Regions from separate parts of the Salmo salar genome. Here region 1 is linked to region 2. Evidence: chromatin contacts called from public Hi-C data. All regions are on one chromosome and are shown on one strand. Each heading gives the region's core, a stretch centred on a gene start, on an enhancer-like site or on the middle of the called end of the contact. The rest is flanking DNA. Distances are from core to core; before and after follow the strand shown.

Region 1 (4,138 bases), core at 1,543-4,042, 130 kb after region 2:
CCCTGACACCTGCACACACACTGTTGTTTCAAGATAGGTTCACACCGTTTTGATTAGCGCAGTAAATCAACTTGCTGTACACTAATGCGGTTATTTGGTGGTAAGCATAAAAATCACACCGAACGGGCTTTCAACCCAGGTTGAAAATGAATGAGAAATACTAGAGCATGATGACTTACAGAGAAGAGCTCAAGGAACATTTCATAGCAGCTCACATTTCATAGCAGCTCTCTCTGAACATTATGTTCCCTCTGCAGTAATCAGTTTCAGCCACAGAGCTTATTATCTCACTGCAGAAAGTGACAGAAAGAGGCTGGGTGTGTAGATGATGGCCCTCACCTTGCCTATGGGAATACCGTCATACTCCAGCCTGCTCTCCCTAACAAAGCTGTACAGGGGAGACCAGGGCACAGAGTTAAAGTCCCCACAGAGGACGATGGGACAGGAGCTGCCGTCAGGGAGGCGGGACACTGTACTGATCTCTGCCAGCAGCATGGCCAACTGGGCCAGCTTAATGTCCCCGCGCCGGGGGTTGTACAGGAGGTGTGTATTGGCCACACAAACGCAGTCCTCCGGCCTGGAGGATCCCGTGGGGCGCAGTAACAGCACCAGGCCCACGTTATCCCGGTCTAGCAGGGGGATGCCCCGGCGGAAGTATTCCACTGGGTGACTGGACAGCAGGGAGAAGCGGTCCTTCTTATAGACCACGGCACAGCCGTCAGGCTTCCTGCCTGTCCTTCTCTTGTACTCACACTGGTAACCTGGGGAAAGAAATGGGAAATAAATCATTACATCAAAGAAAATAGGACACATTACTCATAAACTGTGATTGAAGTCTTCTACATTTTCTATGTTTTTTTAATTATTGAAAGAGGAAATATGTTTTGGAATAGCTGAAGCGCTCGTGCTACTTCATTTTCTTCAGGAAAACCAAGTGGTTTGAGAAAATATGAATTATCTATGCCTGTGGCTCCCTCTAGTGGTCATATTATATGTAACCTCCAAAGGCAATATCACTTGCAGTTTCCTTTGTATTATTTTGACAGGCTTTCCAATTTCAATAGGCAGAGCTACAGCTCAAAAGAATAGGCTTAGTAAACAAAACAATAAGGGCAACACCGAGCACAAAACAGCAAGGGACTAACAGGGGGCATTACCTAATGCTTCTAGAGAGGGTTTGATCTGTTTTTCATAGTGGTCCTCTTGAACCTCCTGCAGACACATTATCTATAGAGACAAAGTTTGACTTCATTCCACAGTACACATCTAACATTAAAACAATCAGTGTCATCACTACTTTGACTTGCTCTAAGGGATAGGGACTTAAACTAGTCAAAACAGGGCCACTATGTTGTGTTCTCTGTTCCTTGTGATGATAATCAATGTTGGTAAATCTGAATCGATCACAAGCTAATAGATCATGTAAATGGTGGGAGATACTTTCTTGTACCATCAGTAATGATTCATAAGCCATTCACTTACATCTGCGTTGTGCTCTTTGAGCTCTTTCAGGATGTTGGAGAGCCTGTGATTCCAGTTGAGGATGGAGGAGCTACAGTGTTTGTACAGGTAGTTATTGTCATGTAGTAGGTCCTGGGAGAGGATGTTATACGACATCACAGAGAACTCAAAGGGTGGTTCTTGCCTCCCACCACCAGACTGTGGTCTGGACTTATAGCAGTGTGAAAAGTCCTCCCATTGTCTCTTCAGCTCTGGAAAGGCACAAACAAAACAATATGGTTATAAAGTTATTGACACTGCTTGACAGGGCCCATATTGGACTAAACCTAATCCACCTCAGGTTCATTCCAGATCAAAGAATAACGGTGTTTTCAAGAAAAGCGGCAGTTTTTGAAACCGAAGTATTACCCAATGCCTGTCTTGGTGGACTTGTCCCAGGAGGTGCTGGTGGTGGTGGTGGTTTCCCGTCTTTGAACCAGTAGTTGGGGCTGGTTGTGGCACTGTGAGCCTGTCTTGGTGCGTACTCTCGTTTGGGGGAGCCCTTGGACCTATCCCCTGGAGCCCTCTCCTCTGAACTCCTCCTCCGCTTGTATGGAGGCTCCTTGTCTGAGCACTCCATCAGTCCAAGGTGGAAGTGTCGATGAGGAAAACCGTGAAAAGGGAACCCTGGTGGGAGGTGTTGTTTGGACTGTTGTCTTGTCCAGTTGGTGTTGTGGGTATCTTGAGGTTGGAAGGCCCCTGAGAGGTGCCTGGTGGGGTGGAAGAGTTGAGGTGAAGGGGGCACACCCGGCCGACATGGATAACTGGGGAATTGTATGTTCCTCCAGCCGCCCAATGGGGCCTGAGTTGGGGGCAACCAGTGAGAGCCAAACGCGGTCAGGTGTCGAGAAAACATGGGTTGACTGCGGGAGAGAAATTATATGCACTCAGATCAAGCAAGCAGCAACGCATAGCTGGGGGGGATGCGTTTTCTTTTTAATAACTAATCCTGTCATTCAATAGCACAAAGATTTGCATAGGCGAACGAACTACCTGTGTTGGTGATTATGACCACCAACCATATTAGCTGGCTAAGCTAGGTAGCTAGTTAGCATAATCACAATAGCTAGCTGTTTAGTTGTCTGAAATGAGCGTTACAACTTACTTTCGGTCAACGTTTGGATAGACATGATTTAGGTTTTGATGTCGAGACATGAATAATATCTGCAAACATCACAGTGTATTCTGCAACACAGCGAACAAGTGTTTCTGCCAAAAACAAACCGGAATCTAGTCCTTCAGCGAATTTCAGTAGGCCATTTTCGTGTCCTCAAATTATGACGTATGTAAACATGACGCAATAACAAAGCGCTCCGTTCATTGTCATGGGATATGTAGTGTTTTCCATCATGAATCTCCAATCCAACGTAATAAAATGTACCGGAAGAAACTACATCTACCATTATGTTCCAATACGATGCAGACAAAAATGTCATAACGGAGGACATCGAAAACTCTACAAATGTCACTTTCAAATTGTAAAGAATTCAGTAGACTATACAATTGTATTATTGGACAGATTTCAGAGAAAATAATCGTAATTGATTAGCAAAATGCGCTCGACAAAGACTAGTTTATTTAGAAAATGTCTTAACCAAATAACAAGGGCACCAGTTAGCTATTGCTAACATTACACCGGCCGGTATATCTGATAGCGTGACATAACATACCTGCGAATGATCGTTTACCCGTAGAAGTTAGCCAGGCATTTTCCTTTGAGTGAGAGGTTATTAGGCTATTTATTCTGAAATCCTTCAATTTAAGCCGTGTTGCGGTCAACACCTCTTGACGTTCGTCTGGCTTTGTAAATCCATTGATATGCGGAACATTGTGGTCTATTCCTCAATGGGTTGATGTGTCGCTGCACCGCACTGGAAGATGCTGGTAATGCCGACCGAGCTGCCAGTGCTGTGCTGGTACCAGTAGCATCATAAAATATTTAAGTAGTTGAATAATTGAAAAACATTTATACTAATTATACTGAAACTGTAATTCATCAGGGAAGGGGCCATTCCACCTTCTCCATTATAAAATGTTAGCAATAACCTTACATAGTTTACATGTATCACTGACGAACACAAAAATAATAACAAAAGTGTTCTGTATTTCTTTTATTTCCAGTTTTGACATCGCAACAGTGGCTATTACAGTATGTGTGTCTGTGTGTGTGTGTTTTCAGGATCATAGACATTTTGTGTAAAGATCATCTCCATTTCAATGAAAAAGAAATGCAAATCATTAAATGTTTTTCACAAATCCTAAATTAGGATATAAAAATATTGTCATTTGACATGTGCATTCAATTTGCTGTCACAAATTCCACTATAACGGCAAACCATCCCATATTAGATCACCATTGAAATGCCATTACGAAGACAGGATTTCTACATTTGAAGCAGAAGTTAGAAAAATAGTTGTGAGTGACAGACCACATGTGTTTCAATGACAACAGCAATGAAAAAGTGTGTCCCCTGTATTTCCATCTACAGTATATTAGCCCAGAATACATGACTTCAGCCCTGCTGAGCAGTGGTGTAAAGTACTTAAGTAAAAATACTTTAAAGTACTACTTTTTGGGGTATCTGTACTTTATTTTATTATTTATATTTTTGACAACTTTTACTTTGACTTCACTACA
Region 2 (4,558 bases), core at 1,898-4,397:
GAAATGGAAAAATCTGTCTTTCAAAGTTATGCAACTATAATGTACATGATAATACTTAGATACTTATAATGCTGGTTACAGGATGTGATAAATCCTAAATGAGCAGTTCTTACCATTAGGGTTCTCCTGTTTATAAAAAGTCTTCAGCATTTCCACTGCTTCCTCTGCCCTGAAGCCAGAGATACACTGAAAATGAAGGAGCAATTGTTTAATCATTAACGTCCTGAAGTAAATTAATGATCCTTCTCAACTCTAGACTAGGCTCGGATGAGGATGCATTTCAACACGGGATAATCAGTCTCTTTCCAACAAAAGCACAAAGAGAGATTGGGTTCAAAAAGAATGCTGTGAACACTGGACGACATATTGTACCTTAAATGATGAGCCAGTGTGAGGTAGATCAGCAGAGGGGATGTCTAGAACAGATCCACAGCCACCAAACCTGTCATTATTACACCCATAGACCACTAGAGGAATGTCTGTTGCACTGTTAAGGTAAAACCGATAATGAGGGGCCTCCAGAGTGACACAGCGGTCTAAGGCACTACAGACTTGGCTCATCAAGCTCTAGCGACTCCTTGTGGCGGGCCGGACCCCTGCAGGCTGACCTCCGTGGTCAGTTGAACTGTGTTTTCTCCGACACATTGGTGCGGCTGGCTTCCAAGTTAAGCGGGCGGGTGTTAAGAAGCGCGGTTAGGAGGACGCATGACTCGGCCTTCGCCTCTCCCACGCCCGTTGGGGAGTTGCAGCGATGAGACAAGATCGAAATTGGGGAGAAATTCCATTGGGCCTGAAGTGAAATCTCCACCCACCCGAGGCATCAGGCAAAACAAACTCGCTCTCAGAAACGTCCTACAGAGTAGGGTGTCCACCCACTCTTCCAAGAGTGGGTGAAAACGCACTTTGGTGATGAAATTTCACTTCCTTATGTTATTAAATACATTTTACCAAGACATGATTGTAAATGTTCTGAATCGTTCAGTGGGGTCTTTCTCTAACATATCATTAACATGATATCCTAAAAGTAAGATTTCGTAACCTAATTAACCTAATACATCCCATAATAAGCACCGAGCTCTGTAGACATAGCGGAGCAGGTTTCTCGTAACAATTTGAGGATTTTACATTTGTCGTCTTCAAAGTTGTTTCAGCGGGTCGCAAAAAGCTAAATTAGCTTGACACGAGCTGAATTAAATGTGAAAGACTGAAAATAAAAAGCTTGGTATACGCTCAGTGTTCCGTTGACATTTCACAGATACGCTTGTTTTTGTGAGAAATCTTCTGAAAAGAACAGGAATTTCGAATGAATATGAAAAGCGTGTATAAAATATGAAAATGTCTCAAACTCAAACCATTTTACATCTATATTAATCTATGTCCTGCGGATTCGAGAAGATGACGATTTCAACAGGAAAGTCAGCCTGTCAGATAGCCAGTAACCTTCATTCTTGCACAGAATCCAGCCTAGCTGTTTTTTCAGATTTTTTACCACTTTTTTTTCCTCTGGCCTCCATTGATTTAGTCACCCCCATCTTACAAGGGTGAAAACTACAATAATTTTGGTACGGATAATGATAAGAAACATGAGGTTTGGACCATTGGTTTTCTTGGAGGATTATCTACACAACATATTATTTTACCCATTGGCCAAAATATCAATTTTTGATTGGCCATCCTATACAGAGTCATTTGAGGTAAATCCTCACAACGAACCTACACAAAAGCTACAGTAAACTAGGTAAACCCAAGTGGAGACTGGTTGATGAGGTCATAAAGATACTGGTCAGGCGAAGAGCTCCTGCACACATGATGCATGGCTCCACAGTCACGTAAAGCACAGTCCTCTCACACACTGTCCTGGGGTCCAGGCCTCTATGACAACACCACTCCAGCACCTGGTCCAGAGCCACCATCTCAGCATGGCGAGTGGCCTGGAACACACAGAGACAGATACACATTAACAGGCATGGTGTTGGAAGGATAGGATAAAGAGAACGATTCCAGTGGTTCTCAAACCTCTCCTCTAGGATCCCCAGCCCTTCCATGTGCTTGCTCTGGAATAGATCAAACACTTCTGATTCAACTTGTCAACTAATCCTCAAGCCCATGACTAGGTGAACCAGGTGAGCTAGTAAAGGGCTTCAACAAAATTGTGAAACGTCTGGGAATCCAATAGGAGAGGCTTGAGAACCACTAGATTAGGGTACCGGTATGGCTTTGGTAAATGCCTTTGTTTGGAAACGTGCAAGGCAATAATCACAGCAAATAACCATTGAGGAGATGTGTTTGCCTATGATAGCTCAGCTGAAATGATTACGTTACTCACATTTTTTGTTTCATTCACTTCATTTCTCCCCTTTCCAAGAATCTCATTGTTGTAGACCATGAGACATCCAACAGGCACCTCACCATTCTCCAAAGCTTCTTTTGCCTGTAAAGAGGTGGAGATTATTATTAGTACACCAACCATTTAAAATAGTGTGTTGTAATTTACTGGTGGGATTGACCTGTCCTGCCTCGCCAAAATGCGCCGTTAGTGGTCGCTGTTCCGTTCCTTTTCTTTTGCGTCTTCATAGTGAAAACGCAAAAGAAAAGTAACAGATTTTTTGGGGCGTTCTCTAAAAGTTATTGAAAACCATAAAGAACTAAACACCGACCATGAACGGCGCATTGTAGCTATAGGTCCTGCACCTATGCCAGGGTTTCCCAAACTTGGCCCTCGGGACCCCAAGGAGTGCACGTTTTGTTTTTTGACCTAACACTACAAAGCTGATTCAAATAGTCAACTAATCATCAAGCTTTAATCAATTGAATTAGCGGTGTAGCGTTAGGGCAATAACCAGAACCTGCACCCCATGGGATCTCGAATACCTACTTTGGGAAACGCTGCCCTATGCCAAACCAACCATGTCAAAGGCATTAGCCATCCACATCTGTATGTCTTCGGCACATGGCTGAAAGTTCTCTCTAGAAACGACATCATTCCCCCCATGCTCTGTCCCCATGTTGAATGTACAGTCTGAGAAACTAGATCAATTAGATTACACCAACTAGCTACTCCAATTATAGAGAGCTCATGCGACAGAGTTATAAAATCCCCACGGTCTGCCTGGAACAAATAAGCGCGCGTTGAAGGGGAAGATAATATTGGACGGACCACGCAGGCATTTATTTTTGCAGATGATCGCAGAAACACCGATCAATCGATGTTGCTTTGCTCAGCGTGCTGCTTCCCACCTCCGTGTTTGACATGTAGCTAGCCTTTAAATTCGTGTCATGTGCGACTGTGGAAAATAACACGGTTGGGTGCTTTGTTTCTTCTGTTTTATAAATCGTCTGGAAAATGTTTTCGTCCACGTGGAATTTTCTGAAACGCCACAAAAGGAAATTTATTTTCGCTGGAGCTTTTGTCGGAGGTAACGTTAGCTAGCTACGCTATCAAGATAACGTTAAGCTAGTTAGCCAACTGCTAACGTTAACATTATCTATAAAAGTTGGCAAGCAAGCCATAATGTTTACCTGTGTGGGTCTGGACTTTATCAGAGATATTTAATGTAAACTTTGAAGATTATGCATATATGAAGCTAAGTTACGTAAATGGATAGAAAATAAATGTCCTGAAAGATAATCATGTTAGGTAAATCTAGTTAATAGCTAATCTCATTCTAGTTACCATGACCTTATTCCACCTGTTCCAGGTGTGTACTTTCTTGGTAAATATGCTCAAAAGAAAATCCGAGAGATACAGGAGCGAGAGGCATCAGAGTACATCGCTCAAGCCCGACGTCAGTTCCACTTCGAGAGTAACCAGAGAACGTGCAACATGACAGGTACAGTACTGCTGTCTACCTGATCGGCACATCATCTTCAGCCTACTAACAGTCCCAGAAATCTTCTGCAACACTCATTATGTCAAGTGATTGAGTTACTGCTGTATTGATTCATATTCCTATTTGTGCAGTTTGACACCCTGTTAATGCTTTTTTATTATTATTTTTGTTAGTGTTGTCAATGCTTCCTACATTAAGAGAAGCCATTTTACATCATCTAAACTCTGAGAGCCTCACTACACTGCTGAAGAGCAAGTAAGTGTCTCATGACCTCTGTCAGGGAATTGCTTAAGCTATAGTTAAGCAAAATTATTAGTTTAAGGTATTAATGACATCTGTTGTTTCTCTTCTAGACCAGCAAATAAACTTGACATATGGGAGGACCTGAAGATTATCAGTAAGTTATTATTCCTTAACAGCAATTACGTTGTGAATCAATAACTCAAGTGATTTGATCACTTGATATACAGGTATGTAATGGAATCACTCTTTTTCCTATTCCCCCAGGTTTCACCCGAAGTGTTGTGGCTGTGTACAGTACATGTATGTTGGTTGTTTTACTCCGTGTCCAGCTCAATATCATTGGTGGCTACCTATACTTGGACAACTCTGTCAGCAAGAGTGGAATGGTAAGCCTTTAAGCTTCAATCTCTTGTACCCTATGGGGTAGTTTTAATTCCCACACACACATTTAGCCTAGTACTGGACTAAAAAGCTAACTAAATGGA

What was found. A called contact is a pair of places that touch in the nucleus more often than the background predicts.
Region 1: a contact with region 2 is called in a Hi-C map of gill, with 2.2 times the contacts expected there. The contact joins the promoter of angel2 here to the promoter of adat2 in region 2. A contact is called at or near these places in 2 of 3 Hi-C or Micro-C datasets (blood and gill).

The regions. Positions count from the first base shown.
Region 1 is chrssa15:40,550,722-40,554,859 of Ssal_v3.1, forward strand. It overlaps angel2 (angel homolog 2 (Drosophila)), which reads right to left and starts at 2,793. Exons shown (of 9, transcript XM_014144512.2): 1 at 2,606-2,793; 2 at 1,870-2,363; 3 at 1,483-1,712; 4 at 1,158-1,227; 5 at 340-761; 6 at 1-9. The coding sequence starts at 2,655. It overlaps galnt14 (UDP-N-acetyl-alpha-D-galactosamine:polypeptide N-acetylgalactosaminyltransferase 14 (GalNAc-T14)), which reads right to left. Exons shown (of 14, transcript XM_014144515.2): 14 at 3,597-4,138.
Region 2 is chrssa15:40,419,806-40,424,363 of Ssal_v3.1, forward strand. adat2 (adenosine deaminase tRNA specific 2) reads right to left here and starts at 3,148. Exons shown (of 6, transcript XM_014144503.2): 1 at 2,907-3,148; 2 at 2,327-2,431; 3 at 1,781-1,931; 4 at 373-479; 5 at 114-186. The coding sequence starts at 3,005. It overlaps pex3 (peroxisomal biogenesis factor 3), which reads left to right and starts at 3,149. Exons shown (of 12, transcript XM_014144501.2): 1 at 3,149-3,416; 2 at 3,699-3,830; 3 at 4,004-4,085; 4 at 4,184-4,227; 5 at 4,338-4,459. The coding sequence starts at 3,344.